Regions from separate parts of the Mus musculus genome. Here region 2 is linked to region 1. Evidence: chromatin contacts called from public HiChIP or PLAC-seq data. All regions are on one chromosome and are shown on one strand. Each heading gives the region's core, a stretch centred on a gene start, on an enhancer-like site or on the middle of the called end of the contact. The rest is flanking DNA. Distances are from core to core; before and after follow the strand shown.

Region 1 (3,964 bases), core at 500-2,999:
TCCTTTATTTTTAACATGTTTATTGATTATTTGGAGGCTTTACATTGTACACCCTGATCACTCCCTCTCCTTAGTACCCTTCCCAGGTCTGCTTCTCCACCCAAGTGGCCTCTCCCTGGGGAAAAAAAATGGAAAAAACAAAGCCAAACAACACAACAAGAACAACAACAGCAAACCAAGCCCAGTCTGTGTTTTCTGTACAGTCACTGGAGCATGGTCACACTGCTGGTAGCCAGCCTCTTAGAGAAAATGGAGTCTTTCCTCCTGCCCCCCACTCCCACTAGAAGCCATCTAGTATTGCTTTTAAGAATAAGGATATGAAGTACACGTCAGCATCCTTATCACAATTTTAAAGAGTTCTCTTCAATGACTTCCTGACCAAGCTGTTACTTTTGGGGTTAGTATGGGAGTGGGGGTTGTCACAAAAGCCTTCTATGCCTCTCTTTCTCAACTGTGAGTCTATGCAGATGTTGATGGTCTGTGCTACCACCTCACTGGTCATCATGGAAAGATAGATGTCAAGGCAGGAACTCAAGCAGGGCAGGAACCCAGATGCAGAGCCTGATGCAGAGGCCACAGAGGGGGTACTGTTTACTGGCTCCTCATGTCTTGCTCAACCTGCTTTCTTATAGAATCCAAGACCGCCAGCGCAGGGGTGGCACCACCCACAAGGGGCTGCCCCTACCCCAACAATCACTAATTAACAGAATGCACTACAGCCTTGTCCGCTTCTTATGGAAATATTCTTTCAACTGAGAGTCTGTCCTCTCAGATGACAGTAGTTTGTGTCAAGCTGATATAAAGCTATCTAGTAAAATAGGCCCACTTTTTTTTTTTCTTTTTTGGGCAGGTGTTAGAATTCAGTTCACAGTATGAAAGACAAATATCAAATGCTTTCTCTTGTTTGTGGGCCCTAGATTTTAGAGTGGTGTATAAAATCACACACACACACACAAACACACACATCATGAAAGTATGAGGAGAGTCCTTTGAAGGCATGAAGGTGACTAACGAGACAGGGAGGGAAGAGTGTGGTCATAGATGAAAGGCTGAGGGGAGAAGCGTGATCAAAGATGTGCTACCATGAAGATGTTCTCATGAAACCCAGGACTGTGGAGAGCCAGATGACCTCAAGCTGTATCTATTCAGTAACATTTCTGGATTTTAGGGTACTATTTTACTTCTGTTTTCACTACCCTTTCTGCTTATAAGGCTTCTAAATGATTTACTTTTATTTATAAAAGAAAAACAAAACCAAAATTAATTCTAGCATGGCAATATAAATATTTTATGGCAATGAAATAGACATTTTTTCTTTTTATAAAATTTTTATTAGATATTTTCTTTATTTACATTTCCTAGTTTCCCCTATGAAAATCCCCTATCCCCTCCCTCCTTTCCCTGCTCCCCAACCCACCCACTTTTGCTTCCTGGCCCTGGCATTCCCCTATACTGGGCCATAGAAGGTACATTTTATGCTTTTTTTTTTTTTTTTAAATCATAACTTACAAGGCAACTTTTACAAAGGACAACATTTAATTGGGGTTGGCTTACAGTTTCAGAGGTTCAGTCCATTATCATCATGGCTTGAAGCATGGCAGTGTCCAGGCAGATATGGTGCTAGAGAAGGAGCTGAGAGTTCTACATCCTGATCTGAAGGCTGCCAGGAGACTCTCTCTTCCGCACTGGGAGAAGGTTGAGCAATAGGAGTCCTCAGAGCCTGCCTACACAGTGACACACTTCCTCCAACAAGGCCACACCTCCAAATAGTGCCACTTCCCCCTGGCCGAGCAGATTCAAACCACCACAGACATGAGTAGTCTGTACCAATCCTGGTGATCCTGAGAAGAGAGAAAAGCAACCCCCAAACCCCAAAACACATGCTGCAGTTTCTCTGGGTGACTGGCAGCATCCTGGGGTTTCCTGTATTGTTTACGTCAGTCAGTTGATAAAAGCAAGTAAGAAACAGCTGCTGGGAGATGAGGAAGTCCGGAGTAAAACACTGGTATTGAGCGGTGGAAGAGATGACTCAATTGTCAAGAGCTCTTACTGCCCTTACAGAGGACTCCAGTTCAGTTCCTTGTGCCCTTGTTGGGCTGCTTAACTACAGTTACAGAGGCTCCGGCACTGCCTTCTGGCCCTGGAGAACATTTACGCACATACACACGCATACATGAACACACACACTTTCTGTCCCTGAAGAGCATCTGCACACACACACACACACACACACACACACACACACACACCAAATTAAACAACAACAACAACAACAACAACAACAACAACAAACTTATCTTGGTGTGGGGCAGCTGCCTGTAAGAGCCTGCCAAGTGGTGCTCAAGCCCCTTGAAGCTATGTTGGTGTCCGTGGGCCACGATGCTACCAGTGGCCATGTCTGGGTCCTTCTGCAGCTGGGGGCTGTGTTGATGTCTGCGGCCTGTGTTACCACTGAAATCCATGCTATGTGTGTACTCAATATTACCTCCTGAAGCCGTTTTCTCCATGGGCTGGGCTGCTGCTGGGGACTGTGTTGGTGTCTGTGGCCTGTACTGTCATTGGAGACTATGCTGAGGTCCCTGGCTCGCACTGATGCCAGAGGGACGCCCGTAGTCCCTGCTGTCACCAGATACCAAGAAGTTCATGATCTGTAGTCCTGCTGCTGTAAAGGACACAGAAGCCCCTTCTGCATTGGTATCGATAACTGCGGACTCACAGTTGACAAAGAGTGACACTTCTGTGACAACCCCACAAAAAGTAACAACCTAGGCAAGAAGCCATTGAAGAGAGATCTAAAAAATTGTGACAAGAATGCTGAAATATATCTCTCCACAATAGATAGCTACTGGTAGGAGTGTGGATGAGGGAAGACACACTTTTCTTTAAAGGACTGACCATCCTGAGTTTGGCCATGCTCCAGTGACTATATGGACAGCACAAATTGGACTTTTTCTTTTTAAATCAAGGGAAGCCACAAGAGTCGGCAGACAGACCCGGAAGGACTGGGAAATAAGGGTGATCTGGGTGCACGATGTAAAATTTCCAAATAATTAGTAAAAAAATATTATATTTTAAAAAAGTTATCTTACGGTTGGGGGTATAGCTCAAAGGTAGAGCATTTACCTATCACACATGAGGCCCTAAGTTCATTCCCAGTACAAGATGAACAAACAAACAAACAAACAACAAAAAGATCAAAAGAAAGGCTTTACTGTTTGTTTCCCACAATGCACTGCTGCTGAAGATAGATAAATTTCTATTACAGCCACCAGGGGGCAGAGTTTGCCAAAGGCAGGCAATGCCTGTCTGAGTCCCGCAATTTTGGGCTTTCATTTCAGACCATTTCCTCAGACTATCATTATGTAGGTTAAGAAACGATTCACATGTCCTTCATAATCAATGGTGTTGGAGGACAGGTCTTCAGTCAACTGCACTGTTGGTCATTGATATGTACAACTTTGGAGAAATACCTGTGCTCCGGCTCTTTGCCAACTTTCAAACCTGGAGTTTTTGTTTTGTTTGTTTTGTTGTTGTTATTTTGCTTTTTTTCTAGGTTGTGGGTGTTAGTTATAAAATTTGGGAATCAGTATCTAATGATAGTCATAGCCTGCAAATATTTTCTCCCAGTTGCGGGGCTGCCCGTTCATTCGGCTCACCACCTCCTCTGCCAGCCTAGCCTTTCCGTTGGACATTGAAGCACTAATTCATTTTTTACTGTTTTTGTGTCTGACGTCATTTGCAAGAGAAATTATTGCTAATCCTTTAGGTATGCTTCTCTTTTCTTCTTTAGAGTTTTATAGATGTGGGCGTTGCTTGCTCTTACGTTTTTGTTTTGTTTTTGAGAAAAGGTCTTATCTTGTAACTCTGGCTGGCCTGGAATGTGTCGTCTTCCTGCCTCAGCCTCCCCAGTGCCGGGATTATGGGAACCTACTACCATGCCTGGCTCCTCACGGACGTCTTCAAT
Region 2 (3,964 bases), core at 775-3,274, 450 kb before region 1:
CTGACCTTGAATTCAGAGATCCACTGCCATTCCCTCAAAAGTACTGGAATTAAAGGCCTGGCTTCTGATTTTCTGAGACCTTGGTCTTGAGTGTAATCCAGGCTGGCTTCAAGCTCATAATCCCCTTGTTGGAATTATAGGTATGGGCCACACTCCCAGTAAGTCACTGTATCCTTAATCTAAGGAGGACTGGAGATCCAAGGCACAAGTAGGTTAAACTGTCAAATATTTTTCCAAGTAATCTGCAATAAAATTCTTGGGGGGAGGGGCTAGAAAATCTGCACATACAGCTTGATGATAAAGCACTTGCCCAGCAAGCACAAAGCCCTAGGCTCATCCCCATGAGGGGGGAAAAGAATCTCCAGTTTCACTTTGAAACGTTTTAAAGTCTAGAAAACTGAGTTTATAAAAACTCGGAGCCAGGCGGTGGTGGCGCATGCCTTTAATCCCAGCACCCGGGAGGCAGAGGCAGGTGGATTTCTGAGTTCGAGGACAGCCTGGTCTACAAAGTGAGTTCCAGGACAGCCAAGGCTGTAAAGAGAAACCCTGTCTCCAAAAACCGAAAAGCAAACAAAACAAACAAACAAACAAAACAAAAACAAACACACAAAAAACTCGATTAATATTTCATAGTTCAATAAATATTATAATGCCTAGTACTCTGTGTAAATCTAGATATGGAGGGGTAACAGAGTGATCAACAGGTTTCTCTACGAAATTTTAAGAAGACTTGATATACCATGTTCTCTTCACTTATTTAGCAATGGTAGTAAACTGCTCTTTTCAGCAGGCCAGAATTGTACTAATACAAGATGGAGAGCAAAACTCAGTGCTTTTGTTTTGTTTTTCCTTAAGGTGTCAAAATTTAGTAAGAATTAATAAGGAGAGCAGAATGTCTATAATCCCAGTATCTTGAAGAAGACAGTGACGTGAGGATCAAGAATTCCACAACCCCCTGGGCTACACAAGTAGATAGTGTTTCAAAAAGCAAGCAAAATAACAAAAGCAAATAAGTTAGTGAGCATTTCTGCGTGCAAAACCTAAGAAACTAAATTGGTTCTGCGTGCAAAACCTAAGAAACTAAATTGGTTCAACATTTATCTCCCCCTACAGGAGAGATAAAACAATCACAATTGTACAGGATCCCTTCACCGCATTTGACCCTCACAACCCCATAAACATGCTCAAACTTCGGCTGTTCCACCAACTCTCCCCAGACCAGCGAAAACTTGCCAACAAAACAGCCGCAATTCCCACAGAAAAGTTCAGTTATTTTAGTGCAGTTTTATTAAAAAAAGAAAAAAAAAGAAAAAGGAGAGTTTTACTCAGCATTTCCATTCTAACTTTTTTCTTTTTGACTTCTCTTCGAACGCCTAATCCTCTACATCAATCGGCATACGCCACCAAATACAAGCCAGTCTTCATTTTACTTTCTAACTGCAGTTGCTGCAACCCAAATAAAGCCCCAAGGGCCATATTGCATGGGTCAGCATTCGAACGCAAAGGCACAACCCAATTGCTAACGCGCAGGCTACCGTGGGACCAGCTGTGCGATCCGGACTCTGAATCAACTGTCCTGTGTCAGGCATTCTGAAACACAACCACACAACCGCAAAAACACCTAATACCAGCTGCCTTCACAGCCACATCTACCTAGCAGCTTTTCGAGACTTTCGTTTCACCACCTCACTTCAGGAGCCAGCCCAATCGGACTTCCACTTACAAATCCGCTCGTCCCGACTCGCCTCTACTCTGTGTCAAGTTCCCGGAAACTTTTCCACGGTATTCACCGCGTCTAGGACGCCGACACGTGAAGGCACGAGCCCAGCACAGCCCCGCTGCCCAGTCACCCACGTCGTGCCCCTACCCGTCAAGGAGAACCTGAGGTCCCACCTCTTCCTGTCGCTCCCTCTCCTAGATGTCCATTTATGTAAATCGGCACGGTGAATGACACCTAGGAACCAAACACCTCCCGCGGACCGCACTCACCGGCCTCCGGGGAGTCCTGAGCGGGCGACGGCACGCCGGTGCCCACGGTGGACAGGTGCTGCGGCAGCTTCTTGGTCCACGGGTTCCCCTTTGGCGGCGGCGGCGGCGGCTTGTCCTCCGGGCCGGCTGCCGCTGGGTCCTCGCGGGCGTCCTCCGGTGGGTCCCGCGGTGCTGGCGGCGGCAGCGGCGGCGGTGGTGGTGGCGGCGGCGGAGGCGGCGGCGGCAGCGGCGGAGCCTCCCCGCCGAAGGGACCCCCGGGCGCACGCGCCTTGTGCGCCAGGTGCAGCGCCAGCGGCCTCACGGGCACGGCCGCTTGCGGCACGCTGTGTCCCAGCACGAGCGCCGGCGACGGCTCTCCCCGCGCACCCGCGCTGGTGGCGGCCGCGGCCCGCTCCTCCCTCGCCTCCTTGCCCTCCCGCTCGCCGGGCGCCGGCTGCTCCGCCCGCCGGCTCGTCGCTGCCAACAGCGCGTCCCGGTCTCCGGCCACGGCGGGCGGGTCCTCCCGGGTGGCAGCGGCGGGCACCGGGGCGCGAGCGGACATGGCCGGCCCCTGGCCCCAGCCTCCTGCCCAGCCGGGGGCCGTCCGGGTCCAGGGAGCCCGGCCGCCCCTCTCTCCACACGGGGGCACCGACCCGCTTCGGTCCTGGGACGCGGAACCCGCCCGCCGAGGCGTGCAGCGCCCGGCGTGCCCGTCCTCCCCGCCCGCCGAGCGGAGCGCTAACCGCCCGCCGCCTGGCCTCGTCGCAGCGCACGGCCGGAGCTCGCCACTCGCGCCGGGCGCGCCCGAGCCGCGAGCCCTCAGCGGGCGCGGGCGACAACGCGGCGCTCCAGCCAGTCTGAAGGATCTCTGGCGAGCTGCGGAGGCGCGCGCGGCCTGAGCCGGTAACTGTCCCTGAGGGCGGGGCATGCAGAGGGCGAGGCAGCCAGGGGCGGGGCGTGCAGAGGGCGAGGAAGGCTACTGGGCGGGGCGTACAGAGGGCGAGGAGGGCCAATGGGCGGGGTGGCCAGGTAGGCGGGGCGTTTATAGGCTGAGGCGGGCCGATGGGCTGGGCGTGCGGAGGCGGAGGCGTCCAAGAGGCGGGGCGCGCAAGGGGAAAGGCGTGCCAGTGGGCGGGGCGTGATGTAGGCAAGAGCCAAGATAATCAGCGTTCAGTAGGCCAGGTGCCCAAGGACCAGGGCGAGGGCCAGTCAGGGTGAGGGGCGGGGCGGGTAGAGGGCGAGGCAGGTTAGGGGGCGGGCACCCTGGAAAGTGACGTGGCCACTTGCGGGCATTCCCTAAACGCTGCGGGCGACCGCGGCCTGTGGAGTCTTCCCGAATGCGGCGGGCATGGTTTGATGAGAGCCCCGCCCTAGCGGATCGCGAGGATGAACCTGCTACGCTTGGGGAGCATCTTACGTCTGTGACCCAGGGACTAGGAGGACAATCTTCAGGAACCAGGAGGACCAGAAAGTCCATTTGCGCTAAGGTGAAACGCTTCAGGCTTTTCACGAGGGCGGGTCCTCAGGACCCAGGAAAAGTTTCCCAGTAACGATGTGGGCTCCAATAGGCACTCCTGATCCGGAGCCAAGTTCAAGTGAAGACCCAGCCTCGACATTACAAGAAGTGCACTTGTCGGTCCTGATTCTAACCTACAGACAACGAAATGATTCTTTAGTGCTCTTGAGTAAAACGAACACTAGACATTTCGCCACCTTTTTCATTTTTCATTTTTTTTCAGTGGGTTTTGATGTTTTCATCAAACTAAGTCTCCTGTAGCACAAGTTGACCTCGATCTCGAGGCTGGCCGTGAGCCTACCATTCTAGTCCAGGTTGCCCTGGAAGCCATCGATTTAGACCAGTCTGGTTCTGAACTCAAAGGAATGCACCTGCCTTAGCTTTTGAAATGGGATGACCAACAGGCATGCGTGCTACCCACCAGCTAGTCTTGAACTTTTTTTTTTTTTTAAGATTCTTTTAGAGTCCCTAAGGCTAGTA

What was found. HiChIP or PLAC-seq counts read pairs in DNA pulled down with a chosen protein or histone mark.
Region 2: a contact with region 1 is called in an H3K4me3 HiChIP or PLAC-seq map of bone marrow-derived macrophages, with 4 times the contacts expected there. The contact joins the promoter of Larp1b here to the enhancer-like site in region 1. A contact is called at or near these places in 3 of 39 promoter capture datasets (the C10 cell line, hematopoietic stem and progenitor cells and stem cell-derived epiblast-like cells), 1 of 115 datasets of contacts at active chromatin or transcription factors (bone marrow-derived macrophages) and 1 of 9 other capture datasets (pancreatic islet).

Annotation. Positions count from the first base shown.
Region 1 is chr3:40,498,411-40,502,374 of GRCm38.p6, reverse strand. No RefSeq gene overlaps it. Among named protein-coding and RNA genes, the nearest start is that of Gm46800, 9.4 kb to the left of the region's middle. Within about 2 kb of position 1,749, at least 46 of the 459 cell types and tissues checked have an H3K27ac peak or open chromatin away from gene starts, as enhancers often do. A contact at or near this core is called in bone marrow-derived macrophages and hematopoietic stem and progenitor cells, where this site is marked.
Region 2 is chr3:40,948,710-40,952,673 of GRCm38.p6, reverse strand. It overlaps Larp1b (La ribonucleoprotein domain family, member 1B), which reads right to left and starts at 2,024. Exons shown (of 10, transcript NM_001040399.2): 1 at 1,990-2,024.